2 separate regions of the Ovis aries genome follow, and region 2 is linked to region 1. The links are chromatin contacts, called in public Hi-C maps. All regions are on one chromosome and are shown on one strand. Each heading gives the region's core, a stretch centred on a gene start, on an enhancer-like site or on the middle of the called end of the contact. The rest is flanking DNA. Distances are from core to core; before and after follow the strand shown.

Region 1 (6,735 bases), core at 2,489-4,988:
ACCAGGGTGGGATAATTTCCTAGCGGGTAACTGATGAATCATCTCTGGCTTTAGGGTGCAAAAAGAAAGATGTTCTTGTTTATTTTTTGGCTTCTTTCTTCTTTTTTTTTTTTCCCCGCGCGGAGTAGTCTGTCCTCTTTTTTTTTTTTAAGTTTTATGTTAGAGTATAGTTGATTTACAATAATCTATTCTGTTAGTGATATTTTTCTGGGCTGAGCACTTCTTGCTTCTCCTGAACAGACCTATACAGAGGAGGAACTGCCAGGCTCAGGAGGTGCCAGCTGGTCTAGCTAGCCCTCCCCCACAGGCTTCCCAGCTCCATTCATTGAACTGCAATGGTGTGATCGTTGTAGGATTCAACTTTTCAAAGACTTTTGTAGTGGAAGTTCCATTGCATTTCAGCTCTGAGGGGAGTCAAACAAATACTTTTAGGTTAGGTGAGAAAACAGATGCAGAGAGGCTTCGTGATGGAGTGCGGCTGTGAAAAGGTACTGGTTCGCAGGGTGAGAGTCTTGGGTTGAAGTCCCATTCCGGCACCCAGGTGTTAGCAGGGTGCTCTGGGGCCTCTGGGGAAGCTTTTGGACAGGATGGTCTTGCAGGCTCTCCCCGTCAAGGATGTGGTTTGATGACTGTCCAAGGGCCTGCAGTTAGCTTGGGGGCAAGCTGGCTGTTCCTGGTTTGCTGGGCCACAGGGCGAAATCCAGCCTACAACGGCTCCAGGTGGCTACCACTTCCTGATGTGGCTTCCGCAGAGAAAGCAGAGAGTCTGCCTCCTTTGGTTGATGGCAAAGGTGTTTGAGGGGTGTGTGGAGAGGGGGCTGGGAAGCACAGCAGGGCTGGAACTGACGTCATTCGGCCAGGCTGCTTGGGAAGAAGTCATATCCCAACCCCTCGGGAAGGCATTGTGGGGAGAGCCCTGCCAGCCCATTAAAGCCCCTGTAATTCAGGCCGTCTGCCACCCGCCACCCCCCACCCTCCACCATAAAACCAGCCAGTCTCCTCCAGAGTCTGGTTCTCCAGATGGCCTTAGAACCTAATCAGAGCCAGACCGCTCCCTGGCCCCTTCAGTCTGGTTACAGCCTTTGGCCATCTTGGCTTCCAGCCCCTTTAACCCCTTCTTCCCTGGCTTCCTTCCTTCTTCCGGGATCTCTGTTCTGCAGAGCCTTCACCACCCACTCCCCCAGATGAGGGTCACACAGAGGACCCCATTCAAAGCCAAGTGTGATGTCTTGAGAGACTCTATTAATAGGTTGGGATGAGAGGCCAGAGCTCCTCCCCTCGGGAAACCCCTGACTTGCCGTGTGGCTTCTGGAAAGTCATTTAACCTTGTGGAACCTCAGTTTCCCTATCTTTGGCAACCAACATTTACATTTTAATAAAGAGCTTTCAAAAATGTTTTTTACCTGCAGAGCCTCATTTAATCTTTCAAAAGATAATTATGCTCTTTTAATTACCCTCACAGGGAGAAGCTCATGAGAACGTGGGTTGTGGAGACTAGGAGGGAATATGTGGGTGACCAGTTACTCTGCCAGGCTGGGGAGGGGTCCCCACAGCAGGTGTCATGAGCCTCTCTGCAGGACGGTCAAGGCCTTCTGGGGGAGCGGGTGTGTGCTCAGTAGCTCAGTTGTATCTGACTCTTTGCAATCCCATGGAATGTAGCCCACCAGGCTCCTCTCTCCTTGCGTTTTCCAGGCAAGAATACTGGAGTGTGTTGTCATGGGAGGGGGCAGAATTTCCTAAAAGTTGTTCACCCTTGAGGAGGTCATACAGCATCCAGGGGGCCACAGTATGTGAGTCCACACAGAAAGTGACCTCCAGGCCACTCAGCTTAACCCAACGGAGTGAGGCATGGGTAGTGACAGGCCTTGTGCTTGCAGGCAGTCACAGCCCATCTCCTCCGAAGACAAAACAGGAGGAAAGACACTAGATGGATTGAGGTCAGACTCAGGAAAGTGAAAACATTAGTCCTATCCGACTCTTGGTGACCCCGTAGATGATGTAGCTCACCAGGCTCCTCTGTCCATGGAATTCTTCAGGCAAGAATAGCGGGTAGGTTGCCATTCCCTTCTCCAGGAGATCTTCCTGAACCCAGGGATCAAATCTGGGTCTCCTGCATTTCAGGCAGATTCTTTACCAATGAGCCACAGGGAAGCCCCTCAGACTCACCAAGTGAAAGTGAAAGTGAAGTCGCTCAGTCGTGTCCGACTCTTTGCCACCCGTGGACTGTAGCCCACCAGGCTCCTCTGTCCGTGGGATTCTCCAGGCAAGAATACTGGAGTGGGTTGCCATTTCCTTCTCCAGGGGATCTTCCCGACCCAGGGATCAAACCCAGGTCTCCCACATTGCAGGCAGACGCTTTAACCTCTGCGCCACCAGGGAAGCAAAATCTCCTATAGAGACACAGAACTTCAGATCCAAGTACTAACATCAAAGATTTCAAGGGAGGAAAGGAAGCCAGGTTGAAAGAAGAAGGGGGAGGAGGCAGGAGGGGGGGTGAAAAGGGTGGTCTTACAGACGTCTCCTGCCACCTAAAGATACTCAGGCGTTATGGGACTTTTCCCTGGGCCTTCAGAGAAGGGAGGACTGGAACTTGGCCCTACCAGAAATCAGACCAGACCAGAACCAGAATTCAAGTTCTCTGCCAAGAGGAGGTGATCAGTTTCCAATCTTCAGCTCAGGTTGAGGGCCCTTCGACCAGATTTCTGCGTCCAGGACGGGAGGACTAGAAAAACAGAGAAGGATAGGAAGGGTTAAGGAGAGGAAAGGGAGAGGGAAGGGGAGAGGGGTCAGTAAAGTCTCTTGTTCCTTACCGGTCGGGACACTTTGGCCAGTTGTCCGCGTCAGGAGGAGATCAGGGACAAAAGGGTCCCAGTTGCAGCCGCTGGGTCTGGTCCATTGGCAGGCAAGCTGGCCCTTGAGTGCCCCGAGTGGTCAGGATGTCAGTCTCAGCGAAGAAGAGTCCCCGCCAGAGTCGCCATTTGTTGTAGGAAGGGGGACCCCTTCCAGGTCCTGAAACTGGGCTCTTGTCTAACACTCGGAAATGAATTGTCCGAGGAGACACATGTGCTCACCAAGGGCGCTGTCAAAGGGAGCCTCGACAGCTGGTTGAGCAGGGCTGTGGCGACACCCTGTGGTGGGAATGAGGAACCACAGTTTGGTTCCCTGGGCTTGCTGATAGGATAAAGCGGAGACACGCTTATTTGAGTTCACACCTGTGCTGGACAGGTACTTTCCCCAGCTAACTCTTGCATCTCTGAACCGCCCGCTCCTGTGTTCACTCTGATGTTCAATTATATCGCCTCTCTCCTCAGCTTTAAGACAGCCTTCCCTGGGCCAAGTGCAGGGAGGAGAGTGAGGATTCAGTCATCACCACTCCACAGGCCAGAGCTAATGACCAGCAGGAGGGATTGCAGTTAGATACCAAAGGGACTTACTGGGTGGAAGATGGCTCCATGGTGGAAAAATCCTTCTGCCTAGGTCAAGTTTGGTGACAGAAGGTAAAGGAAGGGGACAGGCTGTTTCCTAGGGTGTGGAGATGACCACCTCCAGCTGGTCCCTTTGCCAGTGGCCTGACACAGCTGCTCTGATGGATGAGGTGCACACAGCAGGCCATGCAGGCATTGCCTACCTAGTCCTCAGCCCTTACATGTCAAGGCCAAGCTCTTCTCAGCACCTTGGTGTAGCTTCCTCCTCCAGAGTCCTTGCACCACAGGCTTGCTAAGGACGCTGACTCAGGCTGGGAGCTGACTGGGAGGGGTGAGCTGGGTGTCTTACACTGGGTGAGGGTAAGGCTGCTGAGCTGTGTGGGTTGTGGGTCACAGTAACAAGACTAACATTCACCATGCCCTCTCCTGTGCCAGCAGCTGTGTGCCCACAATCCCTCACGGTGACCCTATGCAGTCGCTCTGTTATTTCCTCCACTTTACAGATGAGAGAGTGAGACACAGAAATTAAGGAGCTGGCACCAAGCCACACAGCTGGAAGATGGTGGGGTCACGATCTGAGTGCCCAGCCCGCACGTGTCACCATTACACCTGCCTACCAGATAGGATGGGTGGGCTGGACCAGGAGTGGGGCTGCGGGGTCAGCAGAGGCAGAGCTGGAGCAGGAGAGGGGGCTCCAGCTCTCGGTGGGCAGCGGGGTCTTGGGGAGATGGGAGTGGGCTGCAAGAGAGGGAAAGGCGGCCGAGGCACTGGGTCCCCCGAGAGAGGCTGAGCACTCTAGCTCAGAAGGGCTGGAGGTGGTACAGTCTCACCGGCCCAAAAGCAGAGTTCCCACCTGTGGGGAGGACACACCCATGTTCCAAGAATGAGTTACAGGTGTTTTAAGACAGACCTCTCCCCCATCCCATCCTCCAGATGGTCGCAGGTTTCTGGGGCACCTGCTGCCCCTCCCCCAGCATGGCCTCTGGCTGGAAGCAGCCTCTCACTTAACTTCAGTGGGCCACGCCATGCCCCACGTCATCACTTTCACACGTGCCGGGCTGTGATGAAGTTCGGAAAGCTCTGGCTTAGCCAGGAGCCCACATGGTCTCTGAATCCTTCCAGGAGCTCAGAGCAGTAGATGCTGCATCAACAGCCGCCACTACGGCTTCTCCGGTGCCAGGCACAGACAGCCATCCCTACACCGGAGGGCCTGGGTACCCTGTGCGGTGGGTGGGGTTGGGGAGGACTGGCTGCCAGGGTGGCTGTCTGCCCTGGAGTTGAACTAGTTGAAGTCCACGAAGCTCAGGGAATCTCCCGTGGGAAGCTTGTTTCCTCCATCCAGCACCTTCTAGCTGCATGATCCTGGGCAGGTGACCTCCCTGGGCCCAGATTCCTCATCAGGAAAATGAAGATAAGAACCCCCACCCACCTCCGGAGAGTACTTGTGAGCATTAAATGAGCTTTCCAGTCTTGCTTTGGGCCAGCCGATGGTTGGTGTCAGGGATGGAAAGTGAGGGAGTACACCGCGGGGCCTGTGGGCAGAGACAGGAGGGGACCCAGAGGCCGGGAAACGGACCCAGAGACAGAAACCGAGGTATTTAATGAATGAATGGGGCTGGACACAGAGCCCGTGCAAAGCGCACCACCAGTTAAAAAAAAAAAAAACAAACCCGCTGGACCTCCCTTTAGAAGAGGAACGATCCACATGCTCCCAGCGACCTGCTGGACGCCGGAGTTTAGAAGCGCCCTCTGCCTCCCTGTTCGGTTTGTCAGTCTCCTCACCCATCCCAAACTCGGGAGGCCAGACAAAACGTCCTGGAGTCTGGGCCCCTGCCACCCTGGGACGCTCACGCGGCAGCAAACTCAGGTCCCCGATTCGCCCGTCGCGGGAGAACCCGAGGGCAGACATAAGCCCCATTCCGTCGTTGGGGGATGAAACAGGCCTCTGAGAGGGGCGGGAGCAGCCATCAAAGCCGAGCGAGCCGGGGCAGGTCTGGGAGCCATGAGAGCCTGGGCGCCGCCGGCTTCCCACCGCGGCCACCGCTCCCACGTGCACCGTCCCGGCCTCGCCACACGGGGGCGCCCGGCCTGCCGTGCGAGCCCTCCGCTCTACCTTCTCTCCCCCTTTTAACTCCAGAGATGAGGCCACCCCTACTTGGGTGGCGGGCTTCCCTGGTGGCTCAGCTGGTAAAGAATCCTCCTGCAATGCGGGAAGATACCCTGGAGAAGGGAACGGCTACCCACTCCAGTATTCTGGCCTGGAGAATTCTATGGACTGTATATCCCATGGGGTCTCAAAGAGTCGGACAGGACTGAGCGACTTTCACTGCTTGGGTAGCACTTTTACAGCTTTGGGGAGCACCTTTTGCTCCATTTGACTCATTTGCTCTGCATCATGAACTGAGGACATATGAGGATGCCACTCAGCGATGTCAAGTGGCCCCTTTGTTCAATAAGCATCCGTGGTGTGCTAAGCTCTGAGGACACAAAGACCCTGGCTGCACTTTGCAGGGTGTGGGGCTGTCTTAAGAACTGAGGTCTTATTCCTGAGAGCAGTAAGGAGTGCTGGAAGAATTTAGGTAGGCCAAGCATGTGAAGAAGGGAAGCAATGGCAAGTTCAAATGTATGTTTCAGAAAGACCCCCTGGCTGCTCCATGGAGAATGCTTTGAAGTGAGCCAGAGGCACTGTGGGGAGAGCAGCAGGAGGCTCCTGAGAAGTCCAGGGTCACACAAATGCAAAATCCAGTGGAGCATCTCAAGAGTCCTGTGGGACAACATTAAGCAATCTAGCATGAATGTATCTGGAGCTCAGAAAGGAAACGAAAGAGAGAGAATGGATATGAAAAACATTTAAAGAAATAATGGCTCAAAACTGTACAAATTTAGTGAAAGACCTCAATTTAGAGACCTAAGAAGCTCAGGGAACCCTAAGCAAAATAAGCATATGGAAAACCACATGTAGGAACAGATGATCAAGCTGCTAAATCCCAGAGTCTAGAAAACATACTAAAAACTTTGTGAGAGGAACAGTGATACAGGGGTGGCCAACTTCTCATAAATGATGGAGGCCAGGACACAACTGAGCAGCATCTTCAAAATGCTGGAAGAGAAAAGAAAAAAAAACCCTGCCAACTCAGCATTCAGCAAAATTGTTCTCAGTAATGAAGGCCAACTGAATGAATTTTTAGAAACACTAAGTGAATTCATTAACCATCACATGTAACACTACAAAAAATGTTAAAGGAAGTTTTTCAGATGGAAAGGAAATGATACCAGATGGTAACACAGATTTATATGAAAAATTAAGATT
Region 2 (6,547 bases), core at 1,790-4,289, 150 kb before region 1:
ACCAATGGCAACTGTGCCCCATTGTTAGGGGACACAGGGGCACAGTGGGTTTGTCCCAAACACCATGAGTTTGAGGTGCTCTTAAACCTACACTTAGGAAGTCCAGTCTCTATACAGCCCAAGTTCTTCCACCTCCCCAGTCCCAAACCAAACCTGTGTGAAGCCCAGCTTAATGCGCCTCTGCTTAAAGGTCTTGGCAAACTTCTCCAGCTCCTCCAGGTCACTGGGCTCATCAGCTCCTCCAGCGCTGGGGAGATGCTTGGGCACCGGGAGATGCTGAGATGCTTCCAGATGGGGTTCTAAAGAAGATCCTGGTAGCCCAGGGCGCCCAACTGCCTAAGAGGAGACACACACCAAGCTCACCCACAAATAGTCAACAGATGAAATGGCATTCTCTGAGCTTTTTGCACTAAAGGCCCGCTTAGAGGCTAACAGGTTAGATTCCTATTATTTCAGTGTTGTGGAAGTGGAAATTGGAGTTTCTGGGAAGGGACTGGGCTTCCCTGGTGGCTCAGTGGTAAAGAATCTCTGCCAATGCAGGAGATGCGGGTTTGATCCCTGGGTTGGGAAGATCCTCTAGAGAAGGAAATGGCAACCCACTCCAGTACTTGCCTGGGAAACCCCACGGACAGAGGAGCCTGGCGGGCTACAGTCCATGAGGTCGCTCAGACATGACTTAGCGACTAAACAACTAGATGAAGGGACCAGCAGGAGTAGCTGGCGCAGAAACAGCAGGAGTGTGGGACAGGGCGGTGGCCTTTCTGGGTTTTAGCCTATGACTCACAGTTTGACTCTGAGCAGGTAACTTCCTCCTTTCAGTTTTCCACCATAAAAGGAGCTAGCAGGGTTGTCTACAAAGATCCCCAAAACACATCTCAAAATGGGATAAGGCAAAGGTTGTCTGTCTCGTCTGTTCTTTTCCACAAAGCAAAGTGACTGAGGTGTTCAACAGGCCTTAACTGAAGATAACAGAGGGCATCTGAGACTCATTATGTTAATGGAATTTCCATAAAATTCCAAACTCTCGAGACCACCATTTTACTTTCTAAACCATCATTTTCTTTCATGAGAATATTTTGCTTTCTGCTTTTCTTTTTTTTTAATCAAAGGTATTCCACTACCATCCAAGTGCCCCTTGATCACATTCATCAAGGATGTTGCCAGGAGATGTTCTTTCTTTAATTTATTTTCATAGAACAGACTCTTATACCTGGAATCCAATTTATGCCTACTGGGGTCAGGAGTAAATCCAACTCATCCATGAAAAAGGAACAGAGCCCAGGCTTGGGGTCCTCAGGGGCTTGTATCCAGGGCAGCGGCTGCTACCTGAGTGGATGAAGTGGCCTAAGTCCACTCTTTTCTCTTCCTTCCCAGTTTACTCCTTTCCAAGACTGGGGTTACCTTTAGTCTTTTCTTCAGGCCTCCCATTCAGACAGACAACCTTGTGGTAACCAGGGAAAAGTCAAGGGCTCTTTTCCTCGAGGGAAGCTCTTTTAGAACAGAATGATTTGAAACCATTAGGCTTTGAACCTTTTCAGTGGGAGACTGGGTGGTGCAGACCAGACCCTCAGGACAAAGCCTATTGCCCACCTTCAAATCCAATCAGCTGCAGAATTGCTTTGAGTCAGCTTCCCCCACATCCTCTGTCAGCCCCTCCTTTCTGCCCTTACTTGTTGCTGTTGTTCAGTTACTAAGTCATATCTGACTCTTCGACCCCACGGGCTGCAGCACACCAGGCTTGCCTGTCCTTCACTGTCTCTTGGAGTTTACTCAAACTCATGTCCATTGAGTCAGTGACGCTATCTAACCGTCTCATCCTCTACCCTTATTGCTACCACTCTAAGCAGGTCTATTTACTGCTGCCTCAGGATGATCTTAATAATCTTCCAAACAGTCTTTCTGTTTCTAGTTTCACCCGGCTCTTGTGTTATAAGTCATATGAGTTGATCTTCAGAACCCTCTAAGATTTATTCCAGATCCAAGTCTGGTGATGAGATTCCGCTAGCAGTAAGGAAGAGGTCTGAGACCTTAGGACACTGGTGTCCTTGTGTCTCTTAGCCACTAGGTGGCACCCTCGGCTCTTCCAGAAGTTCAGTGGACTCCCGCACTGTAAAGTGAAGTGAAGTCGCCCAGTCGTGTCCGACTCTTTTTGACTCCATGGACTGTAGCCCACCAGGCTCCTCCATCCATGGAATTTTCTAGGCAAGAGTACTGGAGTGGGTTGCCATTTGGGGCAATCCACGGGGATCTTAGCACAGAGAAGGGATTAGGATCTCTGCAGTCATTCCCAGCTCTTGTTCACGTTGGATTCTGCAGAGCCATCTCATGCAGTGGTGCAGGGGTTAACTGCACAGGGGCAGCTAAATGAGGGGGAGGGGTGGCAGCTCTGATGTAACTCCAGCTGCTCTGGCCAAGCCACATTCCCTGGTGTGAGGCTGCCTCTGGCCAGAGGAAGCGGTGCCTTTTTTTCTCACTGGCAAACAGGTGCTGTGGGGCGCCAGGGCAGCTCTGCAAAGGGCCCTCTTGCAGACCTCAGTCCTCCTAACCTAGGCACCTGTCCACTGCAGAAGCCAATCTAGAAAAGCAGTTATATATATATATATATTTATTTATTTATTTATTTTTATTTTTTATTTTTTTTTTGGCCCTGCCACGTGGCACATGAAATCTGTTTCCTGACCAGGGATCGAACCTGTGCTCCCTGAAGTGGAAGCGCAGAGTTCCCTGGTGGTGGTTCCCTGGACCACCAGGGAAGTCCCTCAAAGAATGGTTCTTAAGAGAGGCCCACAGATGAGAGACCTTGTCTTGATGTTCTCCTGACATCAAGCCTGTGGATCTCTGGTCTCCCCCTTGGGACTTGAGAGTACCAGGAGGGCTGGCAGTAACTTTAGTGTCCCTGGAAAGTTAGTTGAGCCCTGCAGAGGACTGATGCAGGGGCCTGATCGGGGATGGAGTGGAATGCATGGATCCAGAGCAGGCTAGCCCAGGGGCTGGAATATCTGGCTTCTAATTCTGGCTCCACAAGTGACACTGGGTCACTCATTTCCTCCGACTGTGGCTTGAATTTCCTCCTCTTTGTCAATGGGGACAATCCCTTGCTATTCGCTCTCCCCAGAGGGAGAAACCAGGGAGTGTAACTCCATCAAGAGCTGAGAAGTTCCTAGAGGGGACAGGAGGAACACGCATGTTTACCTGGGATGTGAGGCCAGGCCCCGTCTGCGGGAGGAGGAGCGAGCTCTGTTGCTGCGGAAAGGGGAGAAGGTTTGGCTGCAGACCTGGGTGAAAGGGGAAGAGCAAAGCAACAAACGCATAAAATCCAGGCCAGCTGAAAGACATGCTCTACCCGATAACTGTCCCCACCCTCCTGCTACCTAATCCCCCCAACCCCCCATGGAGCCCTGAGGAGCGGCCCCCACGGGCACTGTCAGGATTGCCACACGCAGGTGGAGGTGAATCAGACATGGGGATAAGCAGATGTAAACAGCAGTCCCCAAACCAGTCCTTCTGCCTGCCTGCCTGCCTGGAGTGGTACAAAGGCCGAGGAGGGTCAAGGAAACCAGCTCTGGGATCTGATAACCGGGCCTGAAGAAACCCAAGGTGGGAAGGAAATGAGGGGGGTGACTACTCAGAATTCAAGCTGGGGCTGAGGGTTTTCCTTTTGCCTGCAGAAGTAGCTGGGATGGCTAGAGAGGCCTAGCCACATCTGCAAAGATGCCAGGTCAAAGGAACCGAGCAATACAGCTCTAAAGGGCAGCAGACAAGTGCCAGAGGCTCTTGGCCGGACCCAGACGTTGTACACTTGGGAGGAAGGGCTAAGAGAGAGAAGGGAAGCGCCCAGGCCAAGCTTCTGGCAACTCTCTCTGGTGGTATGGACTCTACCTGCTTGTTCACACTGCCTGAGGTCTGCTTCCTCCTTCTTCCTCCAGGAAAACTGTCCATGAAGCGCTCTGCCTGGTTGGTGGTCATGACAATGGCCTCCCTCTAAGAAGAGCCACAGCCAGGAACTGTCACTCTCCTTATGGGAATGGAGCCATCCGACTACCAAAGCACGTGACGGGGCAGGTCACCCCATACACTCAGCACAGAGCTGAACCTTGGGGTCTCTGTTGTCCCTAAGCTGTTCTGGGTCACTGATGTGTAGCATCTACTGAGGCTGACCACTATACTCTTCAGAATGAAGAGCTGCTGCACATCAGTGACCCAGAACAGATTAGGGACAACAGAGACCCTGAAGGCTTAATTTTTCCTTATTAAAATACATAGGTAAGAAAAATAAAATACACAGGCAAATTTGCAGCAACATGGATGGGCCTAGAGACGCTCATATTGAGTGAAGTAAGTCAGATAGAGAAGAAACATCCTATGACATTCTTTATATATGGAATATGAGGAGAAGTGATTTACTCAAGACAAATGAACTTATTTACAAAACAGAAAGAGACTCAGTGGCTTAGAGAACAAACTTATGGTTGCTGGAGGAATAATGAGGGGGAAGGGACAGCTAGGGAGTTTGGGGCGGACATGCACACACCACTGTATTTAAAATGGATACCTAACAAGGACCTACTGTCTAGCACAGAGTACTCTGCTCAGTGTTTTGCGGCAGCCTGGATGGGAGGGGAGTTCAGGGGAGAATGGATACCTGTGTATGTATGGCTGAGTCCCTTCATTGTTCACTGGAAACATCATAACATTGTTAACTGGTTATATCCCAACACAAAATAAAATGTTTTTTTTAAATAATAATAAAGTTTAAAAATACATAAGCAAGAAAGCTCCTATATAGAACCCTGTACTGAGAGTCAGAGGCATGAGAACTAACAGTGGTCTGATATTTACATTGCATTTTGAAATGTACAAAGCCCTCTCACATGCATTATTTCAAATAGCTCTCAGTAACCTTGTGAGGCAGAGTTTTATTATGATTCCATTTTTAGGAAGGAGAAAAAGGAACCTCAGAGAGGTCAGGTAAGGTTCTCAAGGAGACCCAGCTAGTAAGTGACTTTTTTAAACCAATGAGTTTTTCTGATTCCAAATACTAAACTGTATTCCCCCTCTGTGTCACACACTAGCCTCATTGGTTATATGCCTGAGCCAGTTTCACAGAACCATTTTTCAAAAGAAATAGAATTAACTGTTATCTTCCCTTTCCTATGCCAGGAATAGGATGTATACTGTTTAGTGAATGCAGAGACTCACAGATTCACATATGTCCTCATTCATCATCATCATAGCACTCTGAGATGACTTGGAAACTAAGGATACCTATCACTGGGGCAGGTGCTAAGGACAGAAGGCAAGGTTGCGTTTTCGTCGGGTTCTGGATCTCCAAAGCCTCTCTTTGGGATTTGAACAGTGGAGAGAAGCTTAGACTTCATCACTTTCAGCTCTAGTTGGTGGAGGTGGGAGATGGCGAGGCAGTACCATGCAACGCCCAAAAAATGGGTTTCTGACAGACTGTCACAGAACTTTCTAGTAGGTCACTGGTGACCTCATAGGACCACCTACCATTCGAGGTTATTTTTAAAGATGTCAGAAAAATCCCTCCACAGAACTCCTGGCATGTCAAGCTCAAGAAGTGTTAGTTATTACTGTGAATATTCTAATCTGCTTGCTCTTGCCGACGAGAAGTTCTCTGCGAGGAACTTCCCTGTAGGAGGAAACGCGAGAATGCTCTGCATAGCCTGTGGGTGGCGCTGCCGCCCCACACAAATGGAATTCCAGCTTCCCGAGAGCTGGCATCTGTTTCCACATCCTGAGTCCTGGGGAGGTTTCTAAGGAACTGGGACTGCATTTCCCAAAGAGCTCCTCCTTCCTTGCTCTGCCCCGGCTCGGCTCTGCCACCCTTTACCTTCGGTCTCAACTGGTCATGAAATTAAGGAAGAGGGGAGAAGGAAGAGGAGAAGGATTCTCCTGAAGGGCAAGACCAGGTCCCTTCTTCAGGCCCTGAGCTGGATAAGCCGCTCTTAAAACCAGAGGGTGAGCCGATCACCCACCAACCCTAACGTAGCAATAGTGGTAAAGAACCCGCTTGCCTGTGAAGGAGACATAAGAGACTCGGGTTCAACCCCTGGGTGGGGAAGATTCCCCTGGAGAAGGAAACTGCATCCCACTCCAGTATTCTTGCCTGGAAAATCCCATGGATTCCCCATAGGGATGCCAAGAGTTGGACATGACTGAAGTGACTTAGCACACACACACCCACATGAGTTGGTCACCCACACCCCACACTTGGGTCCCAGCAGGCAGGAGCAGCCCTTCACCACCCTTATCTATATAGAAAACCCCCAGGGTTCTCACCTTGCTGCCCAGGCTGGCTCTGAGATAGCAGGAACTGGGAAACAGACTGTAGGTGTCCGGGAACCAGCACGAGCTGCTGGAGTGGGTGGAGGGAGGCCATGTCCTATGCGGGGCGACACAGACATCATAGAATTTACAAGCTGAGAGTGTGGGCTCCATCCACCTGCTGCCTGTCTGTCCCAAGGGTATCCACTGGGAACTTGCCCTATGCCTCTGTGTGTCCCTGTATTTGGCACATAGCAGCTAC

What was found. A called contact is a pair of places that touch in the nucleus more often than the background predicts.
Region 2: a contact with region 1 is called in a Hi-C map of liver, with 7 times the contacts expected there. The contact joins two enhancer-like sites. A contact is called at or near these places in 11 of 16 Hi-C or Micro-C datasets (blood, hypothalamus, liver and 6 more).

What each region holds. Positions count from the first base shown.
Region 1 is chr15:30,450,969-30,457,703 of ARS-UI_Ramb_v3.0, reverse strand. No RefSeq gene overlaps it. Among named protein-coding and RNA genes, the nearest start is that of TRIM29, 26 kb to the right of the region's middle. Within about 2 kb of position 3,738, at least 4 of the 54 cell types and tissues checked have an H3K27ac peak or open chromatin away from gene starts, as enhancers often do.
Region 2 is chr15:30,600,698-30,607,244 of ARS-UI_Ramb_v3.0, reverse strand. It overlaps POU2F3 (POU class 2 homeobox 3), which reads right to left. Exons shown (of 12, transcript XM_042232994.2): 5 at 6,301-6,403; 6 at 3,193-3,275; 7 at 154-336. Among named protein-coding and RNA genes, the nearest start is that of TLCD5, 24 kb to the left of the region's middle. Within about 2 kb of position 3,039, at least 11 of the 54 cell types and tissues checked have an H3K27ac peak or open chromatin away from gene starts, as enhancers often do.